Linked DNA regions of Podarcis muralis: region 2 is linked to region 1. Evidence: chromatin contacts called from public Hi-C data. All regions are on one chromosome and are shown on one strand. The core of a region is the stretch at or near the end of the contact, and the rest is flanking DNA. Distances in the headings are between cores, read along the strand shown.

The links. Hi-C and Micro-C count contacts between places; a contact is called where the count stands out from the background.
Region 2: a Hi-C map of blood shows a contact between it and region 1, with 5 times the contacts expected there. The contact joins the promoter of IRX3 here to the promoter of IRX5 in region 1. A contact is called at or near these places in 2 of 3 Hi-C or Micro-C datasets (blood and tail).

Annotation. Positions count from the first base shown.
Region 1 is chr7:38,845,151-38,850,159 of rPodMur119.hap1.1, forward strand. IRX5 (iroquois homeobox 5) reads right to left here and starts at 3,076. Exons shown (of 4, transcript XM_028740116.2): 1 at 2,266-3,076; 2 at 1-400. The coding sequence starts at 2,514. LOC114602197 (a long non-coding RNA gene) reads left to right here and starts at 790. Exons shown (of 2, transcript XR_003707877.2): 1 at 790-1,193; 2 at 1,276-1,445.
Region 2 is chr7:39,301,293-39,306,301 of rPodMur119.hap1.1, forward strand. IRX3 (iroquois homeobox 3) reads left to right here and starts at 2,663. Exons shown (of 3, transcript XM_028740112.2): 1 at 2,663-3,310. The coding sequence starts at 3,089. LOC114602192 (a long non-coding RNA gene) reads right to left here and starts at 2,459. Exons shown (of 2, transcript XR_003707874.2): 1 at 2,377-2,459; 2 at 1-57.

The DNA of each region.
Region 1 (5,009 bases), core at 1,826-4,325:
CGATCGCCTCCAGATCGCCCTTCTCCTCCAGCTTCTGTGGCTCCTCCTCGTCGTTCTTCTCCAAGTCGATGTTCTCCTCTTCCTCCTCGTCTTCGCTCCGGTTCCGGGGAGTCCAGGTCATTTTATTCTCCTTTTTGAGGCGCCGCCGGGCGTTGGCGAACCAGGTGGAGACCTGCGTGAGGGTCATCTTGGTGATGATGGCCAGCATGATCTTCTCGCCTTTGGTGGGGTAAGGGTTTTTCCGGTGCTCGTTCAGCCAGGCCTTGAGGGTGGCCGTGGCGTCTCGGGTGGCGTTTTTCCGGTAGGCCGGGTCGCCGTAGGGGTAGGATCCCAAGGGAGCCGCGTAAGGGTGGTACCCCAAAGAGCCGGCCATGCCGGGGGTGTGGTCGTAGGGCGAGCCCTGGAGGAAGGAGAAGGAGAGGCAGAAGCGTCGCCTGAGGTGAGAAGGAGACCTCCTAATAATCATTCTTGAAATCCATATCTCTGAGAAATCAAACCATCTCCCTCCCGTTTGAAAGGGTCCTCTCCACAATACGTGGTTGTACCCCCATCTCCATAACAGACTCGGCCTAAAAGTTGGAGTGTCACCATACCTGGGGGTGGGAGTCAAAATAAGTCTTTCCTAAGCTAAACACGAGTTGCCCACCGGTGTCTGAATGCGACCAGAAAGTGTATCTCACCCACCCACTTCCATCTCTGCCAAATTACCAAGCTATAAACAGTAACAAATTACACCTCCTCCCCTTCTAATTGAACGCAACCTTTTACACAAACCCACACACACCCTTCCCCCCCCCCTTTCACTTGGAAGCATGACAGTGTCTAGACAGATAGCAAGCTCTGCCTCCATGACCCACCCCCCACTCCCGAGGGGGAATTTTCCCGACAATAAGCCTTAAACCGAAATATTCGGATTCAACTCTATTCCAGTCCAAGTGTTTCCAAGAGGCCTAACTCGCATTCTTTTTTAAGAAGCTGCGTTATTTAGATTGGAAATGTAACTAGAAGAAGTAGTTCAAGCATGGAAGAGGGAGCCCTTTAGTTTTGGCTTTGTTTAGTTTCAGGAGGGAATAACCACTTTATTCGCTTTCTCTTTGTAGATTTATTGAGCTACTGAAAGCGTTTCTTTTACATAACTTCTGGACAGATGTTTCCAGATGTATTCCATACTGCCTGAGATTATTGTGGAAGGGGTAGGTACATTTAAAAAAAGATAATGAAACTTCAAAAAAATCTTTTTGTACCTACTCTAATCATCATCTTCATCATTATCAGACTGCCATTCGGCTTCATGAGATGGGAATTATAGCTCTGCAATATTTGGGGGGACCGATTAAGACGGCAAGGAAATGGCAAGGGGCAGAAGGGTCACCCCCTTATCCAGCTTTTCTTTTGGGCATCTAAACTGCCGGATTTGACATGAATTAAAACATCTGAAAATCGTACTGGAGAGTGTATGTGTATGTATAGACACGCACCTTCACTGAGACTCTAACTCTCATACGCTTTCCTAAATTAAAATGAAAAGGCACAGACGGAAAGCCTCGCTCTTCTTAGCCCCTTCAAGATCAAAGCTGCGTCCCTAATCACACACTGACCCGGAGTCACTTTGCGGGGTTGACTTCCGAGCAAACACGCTTAGGATCGCCGTGCTCTGCTGCTGCGTGGCGACCTGGCGTGCTTTTACTCGCGCGTAAAACAGCCGCCGAGGATCGTGGCGCTGCCCGGCTTCCTTGGGAGCAAAAGTGGAGTTTACTATGGAATAAAACCAGATCGCGCTGCAGCTCCCGTTCAACTCTGTATTGGGGGGGGGGGGGGGGGCTGATAGTCCAGAGTTAAACCAGCGAGGAGAAAGACGCTGGCCGGCTGCAGGCTTCCTTGCGAGAGAAATGTCCCATTGATCTCCGCGCAGGAATCCTTCCTCCTGCAACCGATTTCTTTTTAAGAAAATGCGGTAGGCTAACCATCCACTGAGGAGCTGCGGCCATGGAAGGTGCCAAAATCCACGGGCAGCTTTTCTTTCCTGCACCCCTCCCTCTGCACTTCATCTTTCCCCACTTTACCTGCCGCTTTCGTCTATGGTTACAGCCTGCAAACCCTCCAAGCTCCAGCCCCCTGGGTTATCCCCACAACTCCCCAATAACACCCGCCCCGCCAAGTCTTCGTCCCTGAGCTCTGGTTCCATCCCTCTCTCGGTCTCCTCCTTTTCCCACAAGCGGCCGGCGTGGAGGAGGAGGAAGAGGGCGACCCGAGCGCTTCCCTTACCACGTAAGAGGAGAAAGCGGCTGCGGCCGCGGCCGCCGGATCAGCGCCGTACTGGAGGTGTGAGTTGTAACCCGGCGAGGGCGCGCTGAAGGCGGTGGAGCCGGCGTAAGGAGAGAAAGCCGAGCCGGACGACGATCTGCCCAGCTCATCCGTCCTGGGGCCGGAGATCACGCTGGTGCTGTACGCCGGGCAGGAGTAGAGCGCCAAGGAAGCCGACGGCTGGTACAAATAACCCTGAGGATACGACATGGCCAGAGGCAGGCATATACCCGCCAGGCAGCGAGCGCACAGCCACCACCGCCGTCGCCAGGAACTGCGTCCGTCCTCCCTCCCTGCCTCCCTCTCTCCCGGGCGCCCTGTGCGTTTCTCTCTACGGCGAGCGTCGTCGAGGTCTGCCTCGGAGGGTGCTTCTGCAAGCCGGGGCTAGCGGGCTCGACGCGCGCGCCCTCCTTCGCCGCCTCTCCAGTGCAGCCGAGCTGAGCTTGGACGCACTCCGGCGAATGGCTCCCTTCTTCTTTTCTCCCCTCCTCTTCCTCCTCCCCCTCTTCTCCTACTCCTTCGCCTTATCTCTCTGCCTCCCTCCTTTGGACGGAGAAGGGCGCTTTCTCTCTCTCTCTCTCTCTCTCTCTCTCTCTCTCTCCCACCCCACTTTCCTTTGCGCGCTTCGCCAAAAGGTCCGGCCAAGACGCGAAGTTGGAAATCGAGGATTCTGACGCCTGCGACGCAGCGCGGCCGAAGCTCCACCTTCCGCGGGTGTTGGCAAAGCAAAAAGGGGAAAAAAGTGGAGGGGGGGAGAGAGAAAAGAAGAGGGGGAGGGAAACGAGAGAGAGAGAGAGAGAGAGAGAGGAGGAGGAGGTTGGCTCCTGCTGGGCTTGCCACAACCAAAGCCAACCAGCCAGAAAACCTCTCTTTTTCCCAGCCCCTCTCTCTCTCCCTCTCCCTCTCTCTCTCCCTCTCCCTCTCTCAAGCTCAACTGCGCCGGCCTCTGGTTGGCAATCAACAGCCAAGCTGTTTAGCGAAGATCACCTCCAACTTTCTTCATTTGCTAAATACACCATCAGCGCAATTTCTCTTTTGATTTATAGCGAGGAGCTTTTGCGCTCTCTCTCTCTCTCTCTCTCGCTCTCTCTCTCTGGCTCCCTGCGCTGGAATGCAAAAGGCACTCAGTTGATGAAATAGATTTCATAACAAGATTTAGTAGCCATTAAAACACACACACACGGGGGAAATAAAATCATGAATCGATGCTTCCCGAGTAAACATTTGAAAAAAGAGCAGTTAATGTGAGGGTTTTGTTTTTGTTTCTTAAACTATCTGCAGAGAAGAGATGCAAGAAGATAACTTCTGTTCCCCACAGTTGCTTCGCGATCGTGCTTCTCTTGTCGCTCTTATTATTGTTGTTGTTGTAGCACATATTACTACTGGATGTTGGTGAGCCACATGGCCCTTTACTCACGAGGAATCCAGCTGTGGATTTCTTCTCCTCCTACCGCTCACTCAGCACCACCCCCTCCCCTTTCGACAGCAGCAACTGCGGGTTAAACGGATTGGGCCAGCCGCTTGACACTTAGCGAGGGGGCTTAACGAGTCCTCCGCAGCCTGCTTAAAGCAGCGTGCTGGAGCTTGAAACGTTTTGGGGATGGCTGGGGGTTGGGAAGCCTGCGTGGGTGCCGCGCGGATCGCACCGTTCGGCCTGCTTGGCTCAGGGCGGCGCCAAACGCCTGGAGGCGCGCGGACTGGCAGGCCAGCTCACGCGCTTTGGGGATCGCGGCGACATACACGAGCGAGCCATATTTTGCCAATTAGTTTTGCGTTTTGACAGCCCGAAGTCGAGTTTGGGAGCAGGCTTTTGGACTGGACTGGGGACGGGAGGCGGGAGGCGGGAGGCGGGATGAAAACTCAACCAAATATTTCTTTTCGGGGGAGTGGGGTGGCGGAAGGACATGTCCTAGTCTTTTCTCCCAACCTACCTCGCCGGGTTGCTGTGAGGAATACCGCACTCTCCCTGTGTGTCCCAACTGGTTTACTGTGGATAAGTATCACGGATTCATTCCGCTCGACATTAATAAGAGAAGTATAGGCAGCGAACGCACAGCCGCGAGCTCGTGCGTAAAGGTCGATGAAGGCCAATGGAACAACTCAAAGGTGCCCAAACCAGGGGATCGACGTCGCGTCGCTCCATCCCCTCCCTGGTCATCTTAGCGGGCTGTTATTTGGTGGAATTGTAGCATACCTGTTGTTACATGCGGAACCAAAGGGCACAGGGCAAACGCCCCCTCAGATGCTGCGGAGATGATTGTAAATGTGTATGTTTATTTAATACGCACAAAGAATCCAAGGTGGGCGTTTTAAAACTGTTGTGATAATAGGGGCAATTTCTTACCTTCCGCCATCAGCCTCCTTGGGATGGAGAAAAATGCGCGGGGGGGGGGGGATAAGGAGAAAAGTGGGGTGGGGTATGATGGGAGAGACCTGCCTGCTGAAAGAGGTTTGTGCAGAACATCTAAAAGAATAAGCCAGGTATCTTTACTACACGCCCCATTTAAAACTCATAAAAGGATAGAAGAGAAAGCAGATTAAAACCATATGGGCCAGGGGGAAATCCACAGCGATCGTAGGATGTAATCGCCTTTGATTCCAGCAGATATATAGGCCAGCAGGAAGATACCTTCGCTTGTAGGAAGATACCCTCTCTCCACCTCTTTTTTGGCGGGGGGGGGGGGGGAGAGGCGGAGATGGGGCTT
Region 2 (5,009 bases), core at 1,413-3,912, 460 kb after region 1:
TTGGTCTCTAACCGACTTTTCCCGTCCTAGCTCTGCCAAATCACCGCCACCCTAAACCTATGGAAGATACCAAGTTATTGAAAATAATATAGAACAAAACAGCAAGTAAAACGGCGAGCTGGCGTTTTCTCGTGAGGGTGCTTCTCTGTCTCTTTCTCTCTCTCCTCCCCCTCTCCCTCCCTCTCATATTTAATAATGATAATGATAACAATATCGAAACTCAGTTGAATATTGGGATATCCACCCATCACACGGCACTTCTAAAACTCCAAGAGGAAAAGTTTTAAAAATATTGGAGATGGGATACAGAGAAGACTGCATTAGATTAGCAGATAGGGAAAGCTATCAAGAGGAGCGTAATACGATTAGAGATGTTTCTTCGAGATTGCTCGCTATTGATTCCGAGAATTTTAATTCTGACTCTTGCTATTGGATATAATCCGCGTTTATTACAAGACGGGAGAGGTTTACGAGAGGAAGCTATCAAGGTCGATTTCTCGAACTGTTTAATCCGACATGCACTTCATTTTAAATAATAATAATAATAAAAATAATAATAAAGAAGAGGAATAGAGTTATAAAATTAAACCCAGACGGGACTGGAAGCTGGGGGGAGGAAGGGGACAATGGGCGATTATCTGAGAGCACTCAAGATATATTGTGGAAGAAGTAATATACCCAGCGGGATCCGGGAAACGGAGGAGAAATTGCGATGCCACGTTAACCGTAACTTTGAGACGCTTAGAAACTTTTTCTTTTGTGTGTGTGTGGAGGGGATATTCCACAAAGTGAAAACTCATGTCCCCAGGTGAGTTCTGAGCAGAACTTTATCTGCCAGACTTACTTCCCTGTAAAGGTGCGTAGGGGCTCCTAAGCAGATGGCCAAATCTATAAATAGGTCCTGTGATGCATCTGGTGGACTGTAGCCCACTAAAGGCTGACGCCAATGTTGCTAGCCCTGAAAGTGTCGCAAGACGCTTTGCTGATGTGTACGCGCGTGCACCGAGGCGACCATGTCCATGCAGACGTGCATGTGCGTGCATGCTAAACTATGCGTAAATTAGGGCATGACCGTAAACCGAAGGCTGGAAAAGGCTGCCAAACGACATACGCATAATAACATATAAGAAATCTACACTACGGTAAAATGTGTGTGAGAGTGAGTGAGAATATGAAAAGGTTAGTAGAGTCTCATGAACAGCAAAATAAGTCTCTCAAGAGAAGAAGCAATTTTGCCATCTCTGGGGGGTGAGGGTAAATTAAGTCAGTGCGGTTGCAATATTTACATGTGGGACTAAGCCCCACTGAGCTTACTTCTGAGTAAATACGTGCAAGTTCGCCCTGCACATGTCAATTAAATGCCCGTGCATTTGCAAAAGAAAAATGATGACGTGGTGGTGGCAATTTTCGGAACAATGTCCGATTATAACATCCAGCAATAATTGAACCAAAAGGGGGGTCTTTCTCCCTAAAAGTTCTCCCCTCTCTCATGCCCACAAGCCCTCTTTCCCTCCTGCGATTTTCTTACAGTTTTGTCTGGTTCAGGTACTCAGGGAAGCGGTACCTCGCCCTTCCTTTGCGCGCACCGCTAAAGAACCCAGGGACCGAGCAAAACGATCATAAATTTCCTAATTAGAGTTTTAGCACCAAGACAAAAAGCCCTTAATGAGTTCCATTCAGATGCCTGTCATTGTCTCCTTGTCTGCATGTGTGGTGTCTCCCAACCACCGGCCCCCACCCCATTTTTTCACACCGCTTATTTACCAACGGCCCACGGGGCTGCCCCTACGTCTCCTTTGTTAAAATTTTAATTTGCCTTCTTTTCTCGCCTTTGATGTCAAAATTCTGACCTACAAGCCTTTGAAGTTTCTTATTAGGAGGGAAATTAACTTCGCTAACTCCCCCGTCTCACTTTATTTCCCCCCTCCTTTTTCTCTCTCCACCTTTACTGTATTTTGACCTACTGTGTTAAAGAAACTACTTCAAAATTCGGTGCGAAAAGAGAAATTCACGGTGGGTAGGGGGCGGTTCGCGAAAGAAAGAGAGTGAAAGCAGACTTTTAAATCTATATTAGTGTCCAGTCCAACAGCTCCAGGCATGAATAGGTTAATTTGCGCGAGGGAGGGGGGAGTCGAGGGAGTTTGGGAGATTAATTTTGTGCAGATAATCAGCAAAATAATAAAAACAACAACAACAATAATGAAGGGTGCGTGCCACAATTCTGCACGGATCCCTGTCTTAACTCTAGTTGATACATTTTGCTCTGAAGGGAGATTATTTTAATAATGGTAATAATAACAATAATAGCAATAATATTTATTATTATTATGTTTTAAGCAACAACTCTCCTGGACTGAGTTAAATCTTTATACAAACCCCGGACTGATTGCCGATGGCTTCCACCAGATTTGAAAAGCACTCAAATAAAAGACGGCGACGTCAGTAAATGGAAGGCGTGAGTGGCGGGGGGAGGGAGTGAGAAAAGAGCCGGAGTGAGAAACCGAGAGCGAGCGAGAGAGAGAGAGACTGACTTAAAAGAAAGAGGAGGAGCTTCGAGAGAGAGACTCCGGCTGTCAATCAAAGGCGGGAGTTCCAATAATCTCCAGCAATCTGTTAGGACCTGACCTGGAGTCCACTCAGATCAATAGGAAAAGTGAAGGGAGAAAGAGACGGAGGATCGTTACGCAGCAGCGGCTGGAGGAGGAGGAAGAAGAAGACGAAGAAGAGGAAGAGGAGGAGGCGGCGGCGGCAGCAGCAACAGCGGCAGCCCCCCCCCCTCCCGGCCTCGCCTGGTCTCCCCACCCCGCTAACCCACCCGGCACCGCCAATGCCTGGCAGACTTTCTGAGACGCACTAAAAAAGTGCAGGCGAGGCGAGCAAAGGGCGAACGACCGGGCTCCTTTTCTTCGCTTCTTGCGCCTCTCTCTCTCTCTTTCCTTCCTTCCTTCCTCGCGCTCTCTCCTTTCGCTTCTCTTTCCTTTCCTCCCCCTCCCTCTTTCCCCTCCCCTCTTTCCTTCCCCCCTTCCTTCCCCTCTTCCCCCCCTCCTCGCCTCTCCTCCCCCCCATCCCAACCACACACCACCCCGCCATGGCATTTTCCCAGTTGGGATACCAGTATATCCGGCCGCTCTACCCGTCGGATCGCCAAGGGAACAGCAGCTCCCGAAGCGGGGCAGACCTCAGCCCGACGGGGACGCTCTCCAACGTGCTCTCCTCCATGTACGGAGCGCCGTACGCGGCAGCCGCGGCTGCTCAGGGATACGGAGCCTTCCTCCCCTACACTGCCGAGCTACCCATCTTCCCGCAGCTGGTAAGGAGACGAGTCCACAGATTCCGCTCTTCTTTCTTTCTCTCTTTCTCTTTCTCGCTCTCTGACACCCACACCCACACCCCAACTCCAGATTCCCCCCTTTAAAAACCCGCAGTCCTCCTTTCTCCCCCTTTCTTTCTCTTTTTGGAATCTTCAGCTTTTCTTTCTCTTCCAACTCCGCCTGCGATGTGACTTTGCACAGCTGCGGGCGTAAAGCGAAGACGCAGGAAAAGGTGCAATTGGCTGGCGGTGGTTTGCAAGTGACCAGCTCGGTCTCCTGGTTTCCCCCTCCCCTCTCGATCTGGGCCCGGGGGTGCGCTAGGGGGCCGAGCAGGCGAGGGGTTAAAAATCTCTCTTCGGCAGATTGAGAAGAGCATGCAAAAAACTCCTGCCTCTGCTTTATTTTTTTATTTTTTTAAAAAAACTCGCAGAGTTTGGGACACAGTTCGTCCCCCCCCCGTGACTTTTTAAATTTTTATTTATTTATTTATTTATTTATTTATTTATTTATTTATTTATATTTTTAAAAAGAGGCACCCGGATCCTTAAACCACTGCTTAGTCGGAAGTAATGGGCCGTATTAATTTCAATGCAGCTTTCAAATAATTCCGGGTGTGTGGAGAACTGAACTGAACCAAGGGCAGCGGGGGGGGGGAGAGAGAGAGAGAATCACCTCCGTGAGTTCCTTTGATCGTCTTTTCTCAACGTAAGAACAGTCCCATATTGTGCCTTTTCCTTGTGAATAACACGCACTGGATGAGACGGGGGGGGGGGGAGAGTCGGAATCCCGCTTTGAAAATCAGTAATCATGTTACTATTAATAAGCCTTGGAAGCAAAATGATCTGCTGTGGGGATCCAAACCTAGCAGAAAATAAAGTGTTCGGGTTTTTCATAATACAAGGGAGCCTGATTTCAACAGAGAGTTGTAGGAAGGAGTTACTGAGTCCTTTTGTTGTCCATATATCTTCGAGAGTTTGAATATAGTTTCAGAGCGCCATTCCTAGGCCCGTGTTTCCCCAAGGAAAGTTGAAAAAGGGAAATCTAACAATTCCCCCAATACGGACACCCATCAAAACCCTTGCACACAAATGGGGGCTGGTATTCTCTCTCTCTCTCTCTCTCTCTCTCTCTCTCTCTCTCTCTCTCTCTCTCTCTCTCCTCCTTTCCGTGAGGGGTTGATTGACAGTTCCATCTAGCGCGCGGAGGAATCGTCAGGCAGAAGGGTGTTTTGTTTTTTTATTTAAAGGGGGTTTAGCAGCAACACCTCCGTTGTGCAAGTTGCGGGGCGGGGGAGAGGAGAGACACGCAGAAACTTCGAGCAGAGATTTTTGTCAAGTTAAGCCATGAGCGTTTCTTTAAAGCAAAAACAAAATCCAACTTCTGCAAAGTTGCAAGCGGTGAATTAAAAACAACAACAGCCCCTGATCTGTTATGTTTTCTCTCAAGGAAACCATGGGAGATTTAATAGGATCTCCCATTAAATGCACGGCATATGCTGTGCATCCCTCTCGTCTCCCCACACCACGTCTCATTTGGGGTTGTGTGTGTGTGTGAATATATACGTAAACCTATTTTACTTCTGTCATATATGTGATAACGTCCAGCTACTTTTCGAGATTGTGTTTCCCGAGTTCTGGAGGCCAGGGCTGCATGCGAATGACCCAAGAAGTTTAAAAAACGTGAGCGAGGTGCGCGCGT